Regions from separate parts of the Callithrix jacchus genome. Here region 1 is linked to region 2. The links are chromatin contacts, called in public Hi-C maps. All regions are on one chromosome and are shown on one strand. Each heading gives the region's core, a stretch centred on a gene start, on an enhancer-like site or on the middle of the called end of the contact. The rest is flanking DNA. Distances are from core to core; before and after follow the strand shown.

Region 1 (5,692 bases), core at 2,551-5,050, 970 kb after region 2:
GTGAAGGGGCCCGGGCATTCTTGTTCACCTCGCGGCCCATACGGCTGAAGAAAGCCCGGGCTTTTGATGGACTGAGAACCTCCTCGGCAATGAGCACCACGTCGGGCCGCGCGGCCTGCGGGCAGCATATGTCTCGAGGCACCAGGGCACCGTCTGGCGGGCCAGGGTCCAGCGGGGAGGGGGCTCGGCCCGAGAGGCCTGGACTGGAGACCCGGCGAGCAACCAGCTGCGGGTCCTTAGGGCTTCAGGCCTCGCGGCAGGGATCTGCAGTGCCTCCCGCCCACCTGGCTTAGTGCAGGGGATCCACCTGTGTGGCTGATGGGTGAAGACCTCCGACTGGGAGGCCGCAAAACCCTTTGGGGGTGAGGGTGGGGAAAGGTGGCTTCTCCTTGAGGGCAGGGAGCGGGCCGGTCTTTATTTTTTGGCACTGGGACCCAGTATCTAAGGTGGCTGGCTCGGCTAGAGCTTGATGAGCCTGCGTCCGAGAAGGTGTGCACTCCGCGAGTGGCCTTCGTGCGACACGCAGTTAGGACTTTTCACCTGTGACTCTGCACACAGCACAGCGCGGCGGAGCTCCTGGCCGCGGGGGTGGTGGCCGGGGTGGGGGGCGGTGCGGACACTCCGCTGCAGGCGCGCAGCCCTCTCTGCCGTAGGGGCAGTTTCTGGAGCATCCGCAGTGTCTGGCTGCGCAGTTCGTGCTCAGGACCGCGCATTGGCATCAGGTCACCTTTTCTAAAACTTGTTTCAGGCATTTAAGTTTACTTTTAGTGCTCCCAATGTGAACTTTCCCCTCCTCGATTCGCTCCCCCATCCCTGGTCAGCCCAAGGGCTCTTTGGCCCAAGGGTCAGCAACCAGAGCTGTTCGGTTCCCTTCGCTGCCCTCCCATCTCCAGTCCCCTCCTCCCCTCCTCGAAGGGTCCGGGTTATCCGCCCCATTAATATATTAGCCAGGCATGACACAAAGGAAGCGCGTGTCAGCAGAAGGCGGTGTGACTCCAGGGAGAGACGAGAAAACCTGGACGAGGCCCTGCGCTACAACACGGCTCATTGCAGCTTGAGTTCCTGAATCGGTCTCCCCCTACGAAAAGCTGTGGAGGAAGCAGCGGGAGTTGGCGCCCAGGGTTGAGCCGCAATTGGTTTACGAGTGTATAGCTGGACTGCGGTAGTGAGGCACAAAGTCCCCCAGGTGGGACCCAGAGCTAGGGGAACGTTCCAATAATATCCCAATCACCTGAATCAGGCAAAGAAATTTCGCTCTCCTGGAGCAAGGGACTAGGCGAGCACCTTCTTCCTCCCTCGGGCATAATGGACCTTTAAAATTAAACATACAAAGGATACAAACCGCCGCAAAGCCCCTTACAGTCTTTTCATTAAATTGTTTGTGTTTTAAAACAATCCTTTAGTGTAAGAGAGAGAAACCAAAAAACTGACCCGGGATATGAGCTGGCAAGCAAAAGAGTAACAAATATACTCCTTTTTAAAGGTGTGGAGGGGGAGAGGGGGACTAAGGAGGTTTCCAATTTAATTCATTGTTCCGTATTTCCAAGCAATGCTTTGGGGGGAATTTCCACGTTGTTTTTTTCTTGGTTCCAGAAATTAAAAGAAAAGAAAAAGCCCCCGATTTGTAATCTTGAACGGGTGTTAAGAGACGTAAAAGTCAAACCAAGGCAATCTCACACCTAAACTCTGAGTCAGGCCTGCCGTGGGTATCACTGGCCTGGTTCTTAACTTGATTTCGCTAGTGACTTGACCTGCGTTCCACCTGGATTCTGATGTGTTCCAGCACGATTGTACTTAAGCCCTTTCCTTCCCGGATATTGAGGGAGAATATCTTGCCTCTGTCCTGTAGGTTGACTGGAACATAGGGAACCCCAAAAGATCACAGAGTGGCACCTAGAAGAAGGAGGGCTCTTTATTTCCCGGGGCTGCAAGGGTGAGCTCACTCTCACCATGCGCTTTGCTCTTACAGTGTAGTCACAGCTAAGGTAATTGAAGAAATAAGGAAGTTAAATAGAAAAAGAAAGGTGGCAAGTGAGGATTTTTCCCTTGTCGGGTGTTTTTAAATGTTTATAATAGGAAAATGCATGCATTTTACAAGTTGAAATTGAACGACACGAGTATTTTCCAGCCCCGTATTGCTTGGTAAAATGATGGTGGAGAACAAAAAGCTGAGGGCTGCACTCCCAGCTGGCCAAAGTTCAAAGAACCACGCTGGGCTGGGGCTAAAAAGAGAAAAGCCAGTGGGGCTGTTATCCCCCCAAACTTAACTATTTGGAAGAAAAAAACAGAAGATTTAAGGTAATCTGTTGTTAAAAGTTATTTGGATGCACTAAATAACATCGTGGATGAGAATAAAACTTGCATAAGTGGCTACTTTAAAAAATCCTTTACCTTTCCAAATAGATTCTATTTATAAACAGGAATATTGTGAAATATTCACGTTTTTTCATTTCATTTTCTTACATTTTTACTCTCATGAGGATCAGTTGATTCTAACGATTCTTTTAGTTTGAGAAAATTTTGTTTTTCAATTTCAGCATAATTTGATTACCTATTTAGTTCTAGGTATCTTTAAAACAATCACCTTTTTGCATATAACTATTTTGGAGTAATTAGGCATGTTCTTAACTCCATTTGGTTGCAAAGCACACTTTATTACAATTATTTAATTTTTGAAGGCAAAATATTTTTTACAAATGTATAAAATGTATATTAAATTATTTAAGCAATTTTATTTTTCAACACATTTTTTCCTCTTGACATTGAGGTATCACATTAAAATACATTATAGCTAAATGTTCTACAATATTACTGCTAAATCAACAGAAAGCCAATTGATCTTGAGGAAAGGTTAATTAATTTGGGCTACAGGTCTCCTACTTTGGCTCACATTGAAAGGAATTTGTATTGATCTCAGCAGTTTTTTGCAAAAAAAAAAAAACTTAATAAGCATGTTTGTGGAATTGAGACCAATTTTTCAAAATGCCAAAACAAGGGCTTACATTTTTATCACTTCAGGACTTCTTTTCTGTCATGGCTCATTCAAATCTGTTAGACTTCTGATAAAAATAATGTGTTTTATACTTACAGTGAAATCAATCAGGTATCTAGCCTTCAGAAAATGAAAACAGAGGTTAGGAGCTTTAATAGGATCTTGTTTGTTTTAATCCCTCCTTCCCTAATAATTCTCACCAGTTTAATCTGTATAAGGGGGATCACAAAGGGACAATGGAAATTAAATTTTGTCTTTGATTTAAACACAGTATTAGTCATCATGTAGAAAATGGACGGAGCTTCCTTCTACTTGTGAACACTTGAGAGTTGTTTAGTTTTTGCTGAATAGAACCGATGAGCTTTTCTTCTTTCCTATCTTTGGTTCTCTTTTTATCACCTTAAAAATGTTTCAGACCTGCGCTTCCCAAACGCAAGGTGAGAGTAACAATTGCAGCTCTCCTCCCCTGACACTCCCAAAACATTTATTTTTCCTTTTTTTCTGGAAGTGTTTTCTCGATGGCGTTGGTGGATCCGAGTGCCTCCGGAGCTGTACACTCGGGTCGGGAGGAACGCTTTCCCTCCTCGCCCCTCCCCGCCCCCTCCCTCCCCTCTCCGAGGACCCCTCCCCCTCTCGGGCGAAATTCCTAAATCCTGCGAGCGGGACAACGCGGCGGGGCGGTCAGCAGGCCCTTTCCGGCCCTGGTCTTCAAGAGCTGGCGAGGTGAAGAAATGTGGAAACACCGAGACGAAAAGTGGATGGGGTGGGTCGTGGCAGAAAGGCGGCGCTCTCGGGGAGGGTCCCCGCACTCCCTCGGAACCACAGATGTTTTCCTCCTGGCCCTGGGCCGGAACGCCCCGACCCGGGCGCCCGGGCGTTTGTGTGTTGGGGTTTCCGAGGAAGGGATTACGCAGCGGGAGCAGCCGCGGTAACGCGGGCAGCCGGGGCCGCTGGAGCCGTAACGAGGCGGCTGGCCTTCTTTGTTGACTTTTAGGTCCCGGGCTCAACAGGAGATTTATTCGCTTGGAAGGGAAAATGCCCAAACAATGAAGAACTAACTGCACTTGTCACCTCGAGATGCTTGCTGTCCTGCTCTGTCCGCCTTCCCTGGCAACCAGCTGTCCTGGACGCCAACCCGCGCGCGTCGTAACGCGCGGGCGGCAGGTCGCATCGCCCAGAGGTGGCTGAGTGTGCGATCTGAGAACCGCGAGAAGCCCGCGAGGTAGGGCTGAGCCTGCAGCCTCCCCGCAGCCCAACTCCCGAGGCAGGCCTCCAAAGTGCCCCCTTCACCGCTTAACTAGAAAAAGTCTCCGGCAAGTAAGAGAGCAAGAACTAAGGCTAGCTTAAGCTTTGTGGGGTGAAGGCAAGGCACTGATGTTTCTTTTACGTTGAAAATGAGAAAGGGGACAGCACAGAAGTTAGACATCTTAGATTCAGTGGGGGCGGGATTCCCAGGCCTAAGCCCACGCCTTTATATTACATTTGGAAGCTGAATTTGCCAACGTTTGTTTACCTTATGTAAATATGAGTAACGGTTGGGATTGGAAGCTTTTTCCTCTCTTGGGGACTTTAATGTCCTTGCGAGGCCTCCAAACCAGGGTTTGAAATTACTCAAACTAGTAATTTCCCTCATCTCCTCCTTTCATTAGTTGAAGTGAGCTGGGGTGTGGGATTTCTGGTTTTTTCTCAAGTGCTACATGGCACCCTTTCTCTCATCTGGGAAGGCAATTACGCTATAATTAAGCGACTCACACAGCTCTTTTTATCTTGTCCCCGGTGTCGAGTGGGGCGATCAAAGTAAAGGCTGTCCAAGTTCAAGCCCTGGTGAGGATGGAGTTCATACACAAGGGCTCAGGCAGGCCGGCCTCTGCTTGAGCTGGTGTTGTTATTGTTGATGTCAATCCGAACAAGACTTACAAAGAAATAGGTGGACTGGAAAGGGAGCCTGCTATCAAAGGAGATTACTCATTTTGTGATCCCAAGCAACTAAGGGGTGTGACGTTGCATTTAAAAGTCCTTAGAAGGCAAACAAATAATCAACTTTAAGTACTTAGGTAAGATATTTTTGAATAAAAATTTTAAAAATTTCTTCACAAAATGCAAAATAGGGGCCAACCTAAATTGTCTTGTCGGCACAACGCTGCCCCTGCCAGAGCGAATTAACTCCCCTCCTCCCACCTCCTCCAGAGCTACCCTGATGGCTAAGTTTTGTTTCTCTTTTAATGAGAAGAGGGTTCAGGAGTCGCTGTTGGAGACAACTTAATTCTATCAGCCACAGCTGATATTTTATTTTCATTGGAAGAATTCTCAGATAAAGGAAAGTGATACATTGGGGGAGGAGGAAAGGTAGTTAAATTAATATTTGATTTTGTAGTGGAAAGGCTCAAAGGAAGCACAGAAGGCTTAAGCCGGTGTGAGAAAAAAATGAAGTAAACATCACTGGGAACAAAGAATCATAAAAATCTCAATTCTTGGAGTATTAATTCAATTTATGCACTTTACTTGATTTTCTTTCATTGCTTTTTACTAGATAGACATTCGTTAAAATCAAAAACAAAACAATTTTATTTTTGTTTTTGTCATTATATTCAGTTCTAGAATTTGAAAAATATCGTATTTAAAATATCCACTTCGGATTTAGTTAAGTGAAGAAAAATAACAAAAATCCTCTTTTGTTAACATTTGATTTATTTAAAGTCC
Region 2 (5,605 bases), core at 2,222-4,721:
AATATTTTCTGCTAGCTCCGCTAGTCATTCATTACTGCAACTCGGAATAGAACAGCCTCTCTCCAGGACACACACACACACCTCACTCTCGCCCTATCCTCCCGTCCGCAGTCATCACAGACCTGTAGACCCGGAGGAGCAGCCTTCCCGCGGAGCAGCTTAGCCGGCGTCGGTCTGGGTTGGGGATTCAGGGAGGGGTCCTCGCGTTCCGCACAACCTGCAGTGCTTGGGTCTGACTTCAGCAGCCCTCGGGTACAGTCTACCGGGCTAGATTCCTGTTGCTTCTCCGCGTCTCTCCGCCAGCCGCTCTAGTGCCTGGAAGGGGGCGCAGCAGGTGACTGCCCGCGGCACTGGGAGGGCTGACAGATTTATGGAGACTTCACAGCATCTGGCTGGGGTCCTCGAGGGCAGGGCGGAGTCCAGCCGAGCCGGTGGTAGGGATTAAAACTTCCCCAGCCGCACGCCTAGGCCGAGCCGCCCCCGGAGTCCCCGGCTACTGCTCCCCTCGGGCGGGTGTACACCGGGATCCGGCCCGCACCGAGTGTACAGATCCCTCCAACCCTGTGTAGCCCCCCTCCTTCACACTCTAGGCCCGGCTGGCTTCCAGTCTCCCACTGAGTAAATATTTACCCAGAGAGCCGGTCGCCCCTCGGAGGAGGCCTCGACGAGACTAGGGAAAGGCTTTTTGGCTTCTCCCCGGCCTGAGCCAGCTGCAGGCCTTACTGGTTGTGTTTTGGTTTTGGTCTTAAATTTCTCCTTTTAGTTGAAATTCTTCTAATCTCTTTGTGATCTCCTGGGTCCAGACTGGCCAGTACCCAGGGGGCAGTGACTCCAGCTGACTCTTGTTTTTTCTCTAAGTCCTACGTCCTTACGCCCATTGGAACTGACTATACCTGAATGTTCTTTCTCTTCCTTCCTCTATCCCTCTTTCTCTCCCTCAGATCCGTCGTCTCTCGGTGGAGCTCAGTGCCTGCCTCGCCCCAGCACTCTGTCCGCGCCTGGGAAGGCTTCAGCGTCACCCTCTTCTGCTGGGGTCTCACTGACAGCGTCTGCCGCTGCAGCTTTGTCTTCTCTTGCTCCCAGAGCGGGGTCCTCTGCTTGCGGTGGATACTTAGTGGCCCAAAGCACCTAAAATGGGTTCTTTCTGCGCTCTTGACAATGTTAAGAGCACCCAGTACCTGCAACCGACGGTATGAGTGGGGTCTGCGGGGAGCGGCCGGCGCCGCGGATCAGGCCCCCTGCCCACTGAGATGCTACCCCTGATGCGCCCAGGGAGTCCGCAGCATCTAAGGCCACATGGTCACAGCCAAGTCCAGAAGATGGAAAGGGAGAGATGGCATTGAATCTGTGTGAGAACTGGGGAGATGTGTGGCAGACAAAGGAGTTGGTGGGAACAAGAGGGGGTTGTATGTTACCTCCAAATGGCCAGAGCTCTAAACAGTAACCTTTTACCCTAGGCTGGTGCTGTAGAACTGCTAAAGCTTTCGAAGAGTCCCCAGACACCCCGCGGGGCATTAGGTTTTGCATGTTGGTAGGCGAATATCCTCGTATCCGCCTAGCAGCCCTGCCGACTGCGAATTCTCCCTGGGTGCACGGAGGTAGATCACATTCTGCGCAGAGGACGACACTCACTGCTTGTCTGTGAGGAGGAAGGAGGATTCCTGATCAAGTTGCTGGGCATGTTCATTCCCTCCTGAAGCCTAAGGCAAAGTCGTAAACTCCCCTCCGATGCGTCAAAAACTCAATTAATGTATCAGCCTTAAGAAGGCGCTTCTGCTTCTAAAATCTTTAGATTTCCGAAGGCTCTACTTATGTAAAAATGCCAGGCGGTGCCACACGGTGTCACTCAACAGATATTGGGGTCAGACTAGAGTGAAATTTCTATCAAATCAAACTTTAAGAAGATTTTAAACATTTGAAACCAACCAACAAAAAGGGACAAGTTCAAGTATGTCTAGTTGTGGGACTTTTTTCAAGATTACGATTGTAAAGAATGGTGTTTTAGTTCATCTGTATCTTTCACATCCTTCATTCTGTTAGGTAACCGAATTTAGAGTGCATCCTCACTATACAAGTGGGAATCTGGAGATCTGTTCCTTTGCAGAAGCATGGCTGATCACAGTTTTGTCCTGGGTTCTTGTAACTTACTGGCCCAAGATCTGGGACCAGCTTCCCTGGGTTTAACAGAGCCACACACATCCCTGGGGACTGTTGGGGAAGCAGCCTGAATCCTGCGTGGACAAAGAGCCTTGTGGATTGTCAAGTAGCAGTAGCATAGTTCACGACCCCAAGCAGTAAAAACTCCCAAATTCACGAAAATATTTTCTTCTTGTTTATTATTTTTATTCACATTCTCCACAACCCTAACTGCAAATATCAATAACTTTGGCTGCCAACAAGCATACAGCAAACTTTAGATTAGACTTAGCATGAACAAAAGTGAAAATTCAGAAGTAGGCAGAACCAAAGGACCTCTGGGAGCTTAATAGAAGAGGGAATTACATCCATGTGCAGCATCAGTGTCCACTTTCTTGAGACTAGATCTCTTTTATATACAAACAAAACTCTCTAGAAATCGGTTTGGAGAACCCTCACAAACCCTGGCACCAAGGCCCAGCGGCCCAGGACAGTGGCTGAATGTGGCAGAGCCTTGGACTCCGTAGTGAGTGCCCCAGGCACTGGCAATCAATGGACTTGGGGCAGTGCCCTCGCGTTAGCCTCCTGTGGTTCAGTTCCCGGCACACGGCGTGGCCCCTACCTTGAGCCTGCGTGGCTAGTGGTTGGCCAGTCCACCTGGGGGGTGGGGGGCTGCCGCGGGAAGCTGGCGGTAGGAGGAGCCTCCCTGGCCTTAACAGTGGCCCTCACCTGTGGCTCGGGCTCCCCGTAACCTCCTGGTTTCTCTGGCGGGCCTACCTTCTCACACCTGCGCTCTCTCCACCTGGCATGGATTGAAGTTAGGTAGAATCGGCAGGTGACACAGATTCTCTCCGGTGGCCCTCTCGACAGATTTTGCTAAGACAACTCCCCACCCCCGTGCACCGTGGCGCCCGCCTCCCACTTAGGGTTTTAACTTCAATTCTGAGACGTCCATCGTTCCCCTGAGGAGGTCTCCTCGGGTCCCTTCTCCCTTCGAATCATTCATACTCAGATAAGACTCTTTCATTTGTTTATTCAGCATTTTACCAGCCTGATTTTGCTGTCTTTTTGTGTCGCTTCTGGGAAGATGTCAAACACCCATTTTCGTGGTATTTAGTCACCCAGGTGGGGGGCCAGCCTGAAAGAGATAGCGGAAGGAGTTTCCTGGACTGCCCTGCCGCTCACCGGCCCGTACCAATCACCACGCAGCTCGCCCTCAGGCCCGCCTCTTTGAGGGCGTGTCCCCAGTGAGTGATAGACGGAGCCGCCCGGCCCTGCTCAGCCCAGCCCACGTTGCAGCTTAGATTGAAATGCAGAACTCAAGCCTCTTTCACCGGGGCACAGACTTCCTTTTACTTCTTCCTTTTGCACTCTCGCCTCCACCTCCTGGGAAGAAGCGGAGGCGCCGGCGGCTCGGGGTAGCAACAGGCCGGGCCATTGCGGCCCTGCGGAAAGTTTCTGTCTGGTTGTGCGGAACTGGGGCCGGGTTGGTGTACTGCTCGGAGCAATGGGTGAGTGGCGGTGGAAGACTCTGTCGGAGCCGCGAAGGGAGGGAGCGAGCGAGAGAGGGAGGGAGGGAGGGAGCGAGAGGGCGCGCGCCACTAAGCGCTCACATTTTCTATTGACTTTGCTCGTGTTCCTACAAGTTGTAGGAACACGCTAAGGGTCAGCGGCGCACAGGAGTTCAATGTGAACGCTGGCTACTGGCTGGCTATTGATGCCATTTTCTGATTTTAAGAGAAGGGAACTATGGCATCAGCAAGCCCCGCAGCCCCCGTAGCAAACCAAGTTTTGCTTCACACGCGCGCATACACACAAACAAAACAGGAGGGAAAAAAAAGCACCTCTAGCTTCTCCTAGACTTTGTTTAACTGCCCGGGTCTCCAGGAGGAACGCTGGGGATGGGATGAGTAAAGAGGGAGTGGCCCAAGAAATTTAGTGAGGAGCAGGCTACAAGCAGCGCGTTTAGGCATCAAGACCGATTTCCCGTCCTGCTTCGGAGGACTTTTGAACGCTTGGAGAGGCCCTGAGTCTCACCACTTTACTTGGCTGTAGGGGCCTCTGGCACCGCAGGAATGAGGGAGGGGGTCCGATTGGACCGTGACAGTTGGGCCCGTTCGGCTTTGTTCAGGAATCGTTTGGCTTGGGGACAGCCCCTGTCGTTAGTACAGGACGGGTGCGTTCGCCCAGTCCCCGGACGCGCAGGGAGGCCCAGTGGCAGGCGGCTGTCCCAAGCAGCGTGTGCGCGTCTCCGCGCGCTGTGTGTTCGTTTTTTAGAGCCAGCTTTCGGGGAGGTGAACCAGCTGGGTGGAGTGTTCGTGAACGGGAGGCCGCTGCCCAACGCCATCCGGCTTCGCATCGTGGAACTGGCCCAACTGGGCATCCGACCCTGTGACATCAGCCGCCAGCTACGGGTCTCACACGGCTGTGTCAGCAAGATCCTGGCGCGCTACAACGAAACAGGCTCGATCTTGCCAGGAGCCATCGGGGGCAGCAAGCCCCGGGTCACTACCCCCACCGTGGTGAAGCACATCCGGACCTACAAGCAGAGGGACCCTGGCATCTTCGCCTGGGAGATCCGGGACCGCCTGCTGGCGGACGGTGTGTGCGACAAGTACAACGTGCCCTCGGTGAGCTCCATCAGCCGCATTCTGCGCAACAAGATCGGCAACTTGGCCCAGCAGGGTCATTACGACTCGTACAAGCAGCACCAGCCGGCACCGCAGCCAGCGCTGCCCTACAACCACATCTACTCATACCCCAGTCCTATCACGGCGGCGGCTGCCAAGGTGCCCACACCACCCGGGGTGCCTGCCATTCCCGGTTCGGTGGCCATGCCGCGCACCTGGCCTTCCTCGCACTCCGTCACTGACATCCTGGGCATCCGCTCCATCACCGACCAAGGTAGGGGCTCAGAGACAGGGCGTGTGGATGTGCAGCATCTGCCTCCGCATTCCCGCGGAGGTCCCACTATCTGCGGCCTCTGGGACCCTGTCTTTCCTATCACCTGAGGCTTTTTCCTTTGGAAACGTAAGGAGTCTTCCTAGGGGGTGTCCTGATCTCATTAACTTGAAACGCTTGCCCCTGGTTTCCTTGCCACACACAGTCTCCTGCCTCATCTCAAACTACCAGACCCATAACATCCCCCCATCCCCAACACATGGTTCGCATTTTCCACCCTCCCCCGCCTCTCGAGCCGAGGCGGCCTCAGCCCGGCTTGCTCACTTGAAGAGAGCGTCCGGGCCGGACTTGGGGGGCAGCCCGGGAGGCCTGAGCCTGCTTGGGGCTGCCGGCTGCAGATGCCGCTGCAGGCAGAGTAGCTTGCTTGGGGATCACAGACGCCCGGGAGGAGTCCAGCACGCGGTGGAAATTGAAGTATTCTCCCATTTTGGCAATCAGGCCAAATTTGCTCCGGCAGGAAGTTCAAATGTCAACTAATTGGTTTCGTTCTTATGCTTCACTTCATTTT

What was found. Hi-C and Micro-C count contacts between places; a contact is called where the count stands out from the background.
Region 1: a Hi-C map of induced pluripotent stem cells shows a contact between it and region 2, with 7 times the contacts expected there. The contact joins the enhancer-like site here to the promoter of PAX9 in region 2. A contact is called at or near these places in 2 of 3 Hi-C or Micro-C datasets (induced pluripotent stem cells and skeletal muscle).

The regions. Positions count from the first base shown.
Region 1 is chr8:72,261,406-72,267,097 of calJac240_pri, forward strand. It overlaps MIPOL1 (mirror-image polydactyly 1), which reads left to right. Exons shown (of 15, transcript XM_078334795.1): 15 at 1-5,692. FOXA1 (forkhead box A1) reads right to left here. Exons shown (of 2, transcript XM_017977060.4): 2 at 5,241-5,692. Among named protein-coding and RNA genes, the nearest start is that of FOXA1, 8.3 kb to the right of the region's middle. Within about 2 kb of position 3,801, at least 4 of the 16 cell types and tissues checked have an H3K27ac peak or open chromatin away from gene starts, as enhancers often do.
Region 2 is chr8:71,287,180-71,292,784 of calJac240_pri, forward strand. It overlaps PAX9 (paired box 9), which reads left to right and starts at 3,472. Exons shown (of 4, transcript XM_035260363.3): 1 at 3,472-3,647; 2 at 4,414-5,040. The coding sequence starts at 3,644.